Linked DNA regions of Mus musculus: region 2 is linked to region 1. A link is a contact called in public Hi-C data. All regions are on one chromosome and are shown on one strand. The core of a region is the stretch at or near the end of the contact, and the rest is flanking DNA. Distances in the headings are between cores, read along the strand shown. Region 1 has its middle 8.4 kb from the start of Gm30062. Region 2 holds the start of Sectm1b (secreted and transmembrane 1B).

Region 1 (3,603 bases), core at 560-3,059:
TACTAAGTAAAGCTAATGGATGATAAATACTTATATTTACCAGGATGGACACTATTCAGCTGGAATGGAACATGGTGACCAGGTTGTTTGGTTGCTGTGGGGCATTTTAAGACTCATGAGAAATGAAACATTGCTTAAGGGCCGCCTTGGAGGGTGTTCTCTATGGTGTGATGCAGGCGTTGTTGTCACCAGGGAGTCAGGATGGCCGTGGAGATGGAGGAGCAGCTGGAGGCCTGTGCTTCCTGTGGCCTGGACAGAGAAGAGGAAGCATCCATATGTGATCCAGGAGACAGAGGCTAAAGAATGCCTCGGCCCTCCAGGCTGGTCTCAGAGCTTTTCCATCAATGGCTGAGGGCCCTCCCAGCACTAGAGGGTGGTCCAGGTTGGCCTCAAACTTCTGCAAAGATCTCTATGAAGAGATGGACTCTCCAAATTTCAGTCAGCCCTTTAGAGTCGGTAATGAAGAAACACACAGAAAGATAGAAACAGACAGACAGACACACACACACTCATAGAGAGAAAGGCAGAGAGACAGGGAGATATAGACACACAGAGAGACATAGAGAGAGAAACAGAGAAAGATGAAGAGACATAGAGTTATAGACACACACACACAGAGACAGAGACACAGAGATACAGACAGAGAAACACAGACATGCAGAGAGACAGAGAGATAGACACAGAGAGACAGAGAGATAAACACACAGAGACAAAGAGAGACAGAGACACAGAGAGAAGGGGAAGGAAAGGAAGGAACAAAGAGATACAGACACACACAGAGAGACTGAGATACAGACACACACATACAAAGAGAGAGACAGAGAGATAAAGACACACACACACACAGACTGAGATACAAACACACACATACAAAGACAGAGAGACAGAGAGATAAAGACACACACATACACACACACACACAGAGAGAGAGAGAGAGAGATCCTCATTGGCTTACTATAAATATATGAGCAGACAGGGATAAATGGGACAGGGAAGACTACCTGGTCCCTCCCAGCCACACTTTCTGTTAGTGATCAGGCAGTCACACTGGCCTGCTCTCAGGGACTTAGCAGCAGCTTCTGCTGTCAGGTGCACCAGGCACATGCTGTGCATAAAAGTGCCTCCGGTCACCCCAGATATCTCTCTCTCTGTCTCTGTCTCTGTCTCTTGTCTCTGTCTCTGTCTGTCTCTGTCTGTCTCTGTCTCTCTCTCTCGTTTCTCATGTCTCCTCTGTGTCTCCTGTTCACTCTCTGTCTCCCTGTCTGCTTGTTGGCCTGTCTGCCTCTATTTCTCCCTCACGTGCCCACTTTGAGACAGCTTTTTGCTCTCCCCTCCCTCAGTAAACCTTACACTAGATCTGTTGCCTGGTGTAATCTCTAGGGACACCCCTTGGCATGGGCCTGTCAAAGGTACCCCGCTCCTCTTCACATTTTAGCTTTAGCTTATCACTTTCCCTTCCAAAACAACAACTCCTCCTGGGTCCCTGGAGACAATGCTTCCTTCAGACAAGCACAGATGGGTATCCTTCTTTCATGAGACATCTTTATCTGTGTTGTCCAAATGGGCCTAAGTGATGGCCATCTCCTGCTTCCTTGACACTCATCCAGCTTCATTCTCTTTCCCGCTCTTCTTCCCTAGTGGGGAAAGTGAGGTGTGCAGGGTGGACCAAGGGAACTGTGTTGGTAGAGGTGAGAAGGGTCACTCCCCTTTCTATTAACAAGGAAACTCTCAGGGCACAGACTCAGCCCAGCCCTTCCACAGAAAGGTGGTCCTATCTGAGCATGCTGTCCTCACTTCTGCTCTGTCTGGCCACCAGAGGGCAGACAGCCCTTCTTAGAACTGCGACTGGCCTTGGACTCTGCCTCTCTGTGCTAGAGTCCTCTGGTCTGCCCCTGCCCAAACCTAAGTGCCAGCCTTTTCCAGGACATTCCCTACCTCCAGGGCTAAGTTTCTAAATGGTTCCTAGAGCGTGCTATACTGGCATCAAGACAGAATGGTCCCAGTGTCCCCAGGGTGGTGGGACCACTCAGTGATCATGTTGAGAAACCTTCCTGGAACAGCAAAAGGACAGCAAAAGCCTCGACTGATCCTGGATAAGGGCAGGTGGGGCATATCTGGAGGATTCCTGATCAGGGAAGGAGAGGGGAAGAAGGGGGGAGGGGAAGGGGGAGGGAAAGAGACTGCCTGCTTGGACATTGTAGAAGGAGGGTCCACAGGGGGTCGTGGACCATGGTGCCATGTGAAATACTAGTGTGAGATACTCTTCCTCAGTCTCCTAGAGCTAGGCTCAGCCTCAGGCTCAGGTGGGTGGTACCAGGGTACTGAGCAGAGGTTTGAGATTTCTGCAGATAGGATGGGCAGGAGAGAATCATGAGAAAAATCTACAGATTCTTAGGGAAGATAGCATGACTCATGTCAGACATAAAAAAACAAGGCTCCCTAGGAGGAGGAAGACTTTCCAGCTCAGATATCAGGGCCAGCTGAAACAGACAAGTCCGGGGGGCAAAGGGACACCTGACCTGGAAGTGGAATGGACACTGAGAGAAGCTCAGGGAGGTGTCAATGCTTATGAGATGTCCCAGGATACACATGGTGTCCTGGGAAATGGGAGGAGGGAGATGGCTCTACTCCTAAGTGCCTGTCTTTCAATGTCTTGGGGGATGACCTGACTGGGGCCATGTCCTAGGTCAGTCTCAGTGAGACTGAGGAGAGTCAGTGTGTCCCTGGGGTTCCAGGGCAGGTGGTGGCAGATGCAGAAAAAAGGGTAACTATCGGGGCTCCCTACTTTTTTCTAAACCCCCCTTTCCTAGTCTCTTATGCCCCACAAGTAGTGGATTGCTTTTGGCAGCAGATATGGAGCCAGGAAGAGGAAACTTGACTGAGGTCCCATCCAGACTTGGCCTGGTCTTTTGTGAGGCCCCCCTCCCAGGTGTGAAAGGCTAAGATGGCCTTTGAGCATTTGTGGCTGAGAGTCTGAGGTCTGTGGTCCCTGCAAAGAGAGAAGGGATAGAGTAAGAGGTGGGGAAAGAGGTGAGCGGGGGTGTGGGGGGGGGGAGTGTTCTGGGGACAAAGGTCAGTTCAGGGTGTGCTGGCCATGGCTCTGACCTTTTCATGGTTCCCCACACTTGAGTGAGAATTTGGGGCCCCCTCTCTGGATGTGTTCAAAAGACAAGGACCAGGGCCCTGAAAATTGGGTCTGGAAACCACCTGGCTCTTGGTGGGTCTTGGGCTTGGTCTCTTGCTGTCCCTGTGACCTGTAACACACTGATAGGTCGGTTCTTCATGGGCTCAGGGCATCTGAGATCTTCATGCTGAGCCTGGGGGAGGGGCTTGTAGGGGGAAACTATCCCCTCACTAATGATTTATGAGAACCAGGATGTAGCTCTCTCACCCCAGTTGTTTCTTGTGTTTTTCTCAGTGGTCTGTGGAGGACCTTGTACTCTGACTTGGGCGCCATCACAGGCCCATAGGGGAGCAGGATGCACCTAGTTTCTGGGGTTGCTCACAAATGCTCTTACGAGAGATGCTCGCCTTGAGTCTGCAGAGCTATTGTATACCTGAAGTGCATGGTTGAGGTCTCTGCTAGGGGATGTGGTACCTGTG
Region 2 (3,603 bases), core at 403-2,902, 46 kb after region 1:
ACAGCTAGTGTGGCTCTGGCTTTTCTCCAGAGTCCTAGCTGCTCCATATCATGTCCTAACACGAGAGTTCTCAGCCTTCTTCCAGCGGACTTGGGTTATGTGCCACCCTTGTGAGGGTGAGATCCTCAAGAGGGAGAAGATGGCATTATTTCTCTTTCAGGCCTCTATTTTGTCTGTGGACCCAGATCCCAGCCACCTTGTCTCTCAGGCCCTGGGAACTTCTGGGTTTTTCCCAGCTATAACAGGACCTCTTTACTTAAGTCAACAGAATGACCAGAAGTAGGCTGAATCTGTGTCCACCTTGCTTGCATCTGTGTTCTTTTGGCTCCAGCTCATGATCAGCTCTGCATATAAGTATGGCAGTTACTCAAGGAGCCTTTGTCTAACGCCCATGAACTCCTCATGGCTGAGGAGACAAAGAACGGGAGTCTCTGAAGCATCTGTTGGCTTTCGTAGTGTCATGTTCCAGATCCCCCCGAAATGCATGAAAAGTCTCTAGTCATTGTTCTTAGTTTGCAGTGATCCAGGGTGTCAGAATAACATTCTCACAGATCCCTTAACACAGTCACCCCAGCAGGAGGAGCCACCTTTTCGGAACCCCATTATCCCTCAACCAGGACTTATTGGCAGCACCCTATCAGAACTGAGATAGTGATCAACCAGACTACGCTGTGACCAGGACTTCTTAACGATGTAGACCCTTCCCACTCCTCTATTTAAGCCCAAAGCTCATGTTAGTACCTTAAAGATGGGTTGACAGACTTTGTTGCCATTCTTGCCCAAGGACTGTGTGGGTTAAGTCCCTTCCCTGTATTTTTATTTGATTCCTTAGGGGAGATCTCTGTTTCAGGACTCAGCTGGCACAGCCAACATGGTATGTCACCTTTCTGACACTCCCTTCCCAATGCCTTTGCTGGATCTCCTGATGGAAATGATGCCATGACCTATGTCCACCAGTTATGAGTGCTGAGCCCCAAAGGAGATAGAAGCAGATCTGACCCCATCCCATGCAACACAATGGCCTTCAGCTCAGCTGGGAGTTGCATGCATGGAGCCTCAAGGATTTTGCAGAAGAAAGTCACAAGAAGAACCTTCAACCCCACAGCCAGACGTTGGCTTCTACTTATGTTAAGATGAGACCCAAACAACAGGACCCACACAGGTCACTGACTGAGCATAACATAGAGTCTTGATTCTCTGAGTGACCAGCCTCAGAAATTCACCCGTGTCAACTGCAGCTCACCTGTGTGCACCAAATCCCTCCCCCTGGCTTACGTACTCATGATCAGATGACAAGAAAGAATGCTCTGTTCTCTTCTTCCCATTCAGTTCACACCGAAGAACCCAGCTGCTGCACCTGCTCCTCCTGGAGCTTGGTGGGAGGCACCTGGAGAGACACAGATCCACTCTGCTCCTGATGTCCAGGGTGCCTGGACACTCCTCAGCCTCACCTTTACTCTGGACAAATCACTGAGACACAGGCATCCAATAAACAGAGGGTCCCAGAGAGGCTGCAGCCAGGGACACCCTGCCTGAGGGTCTCACCCCACATGCTTTAGAGCCCCAACACTCTGGGTGCCACCTCCCCTCCAGTTCTCACCTGCATGTGTGCTCCAGCTTCTTACCTGCTTCTCTGGCAATGAACTCTGGTGTAGCCCTTGCTGAGCTCATCCTGACCTGAGGGCGTGTCAGGGAGGAGGCGGTCCAAGTACCACCCGTTCTCATACCCAAGGGACTGCATTAATCCAGGAAGAAAACAAACTTCGGGAAAGAGTGTCATTTGCAGGAACTACCCTGAGTCCACACAACAGTGATGAGTTTCTGAGTGACTCCTTCATTAAAACATTTTAATTGAAAGCGGCTTTTAGCTACTTGCCTTAGGAGCACGGGAAGAAAGTCTAGGCTTTTCCTAGGCTAGTCATGGCTGCGGTCAGTGTTTGATTCAGGGCTCAGGGACTGCTCATTTAGGGGGACTTGTCTCCCTGCATGGGACATCACAGGCAAGAAGACTCTGGGCAACCACACAGGGAAAGGCAGGAGCCTAGTGCCCACACTGGACACAGTGCATGGGCTCCACATTCACAGGGTTCCCAGATATCCCTAGTGCCAACGTTAGAGAGAGGATCAGATAACCATGATCCCATGATTGTAGTATCCCTCCGGCAAGGCTTAGGCTACCAGACCGGAGGTAGGGGTCCTTGGGATGGTGGGGCAAGGATGTCCTGTGGTAAGGAATCTTGAAGGGCAGCTAAAGGTTCCGTGTCTCACCCCAAACATTAAAACACCTTTGTTGTCTCAGTGAAAACTCACCGTGAAAGTGAAACTAGGTGATTTGTTTTGAAACCACAAGGCAGGGACAACAACATTACAAGTCTTTCCCAGTGACAGTTCCAACTCTGAGGTCAGTGTCTACAGGTGATGATGCAGCTTAGCCTTCTGGAGAGTCTGTGTGCAAAAATCCCACCCCGGTGTGTACACGGTCTCAGTGTGTATACAGTCCTGCTGTGGTCTCACTGGCAGACACAGCTGCTTGTGTCCTAGCTCCACTAGGAGTCACCTTCTGCACATTCTCTGATCAGAAGTTGTGACATCTCCTGTCTCACCCACAGAGTTTTCAGAGATTTATGCTCCAAGGTCACTCTCAATTTCCTCAGCAGGATCTGCTGAGAATTTAGGAGTGCTGGGTATCTATTTCCTGTTGTCCTCTGTCCTCTGTGGCTTAATCCTATTTTTAATTTCTCTCTCTCTCTTTCTCTCCCTCTCTCCCCCCTCTCTCTCTCTTCCCCCTCTCTCCCCCTCCCTCCTTCTTCCCCTCCCTCCCATCTTCTCCCCTCCCCTTTGTGTGTGTGTGTCCTACCTTAGGCACTATTCACAGTTTTGAAGCAGGGTCTTTTGTTGGCCTGGCTTTCACCAGGTATGCCAGTGAGTCTGAGAGAGCGGTACCTCCTCAGTGCTGGAATTATAACTGTGCACATCATACTCAGCTTTTAATTTTTTTTTTTTACACTGGTTCTGGGGATCAAACTTGGGCCCTCATTTTTGCAAAGCCATTGCTTTACCTACAGAGACATCTCTTCAATCCATCCCTTTGTCTTTCATGCTTTTGGGGTTTCATGAATGATTCTGTGGTCACACAGCGTCATCTGTAGAGATAGATGGCTCATGTCCTCGGGCCATATATGTGTTCTCTTCTTGGGAAGCTGAGTTTTCAGATGTCTCCATATCCTGGTAGCCAACTAGCCTATTTGGATTGACGAGCCAACAGCGATGGGGGAGGGGAAATGAGGTGAGTAGAGTGTTAGTGAAGCCTTGAGGGTGGAGCAGGAGGAAAGATGTGCATAGGGCAGAGGTAGGGGTCAGATTGCAGCTTAGGTCTCTGCTGTCAGGAGCTTGGTCTTGAGGATCATTTTACTTTGGGGTCTGATGTCCTCACATCTGTAAAATATCCCGTGAGGTAAAACACCAGCCTGAATGAGAAAGCCTGGCTTTGACCCTAAAGAAGAGACTCCAGGCTGTGACTGCCCTGGAAGCACAGCAGAGGCAGGTCATCTGGACCAATGGACAGCCAGAAGGCACCACAGAGTGGTCCTTCTCCTAGGACAC

The links. Hi-C and Micro-C count contacts between places; a contact is called where the count stands out from the background.
Region 2: a Hi-C map of CD8 T cells shows a contact between it and region 1, with 2.0 times the contacts expected there. The contact joins the promoter of Sectm1b here to the enhancer-like site in region 1. A contact is called at or near these places in 4 of 39 promoter capture datasets (the 3T3-L1 cell line, hippocampal neurons, liver and 1 more), 5 of 15 datasets of contacts at CTCF or cohesin (CD8 T cells, the G1E-ER4 cell line, the NIH/3T3 cell line and 1 more), 32 of 484 Hi-C or Micro-C datasets (the AML12 cell line, B cells, the C2C12 cell line and 21 more), 6 of 115 datasets of contacts at active chromatin or transcription factors (Th17 cells, astrocytes, bone marrow-derived dendritic cells and 2 more) and 1 of 9 other capture datasets (liver).

What each region holds. Positions count from the first base shown.
Region 1 is chr11:121,016,087-121,019,689 of GRCm38.p6, forward strand. No RefSeq gene overlaps it. Among named protein-coding and RNA genes, the nearest start is that of Gm30062, 8.4 kb to the left of the region's middle. Within about 2 kb of position 1,810, at least 14 of the 459 cell types and tissues checked have an H3K27ac peak or open chromatin away from gene starts, as enhancers often do. A contact at or near this core is called in CD8 T cells, where this site is marked.
Region 2 is chr11:121,061,917-121,065,519 of GRCm38.p6, forward strand. Sectm1b (secreted and transmembrane 1B) reads right to left here and starts at 1,653. Exons shown (of 5, transcript NM_026907.3): 1 at 1,601-1,653; 2 at 1,280-1,387.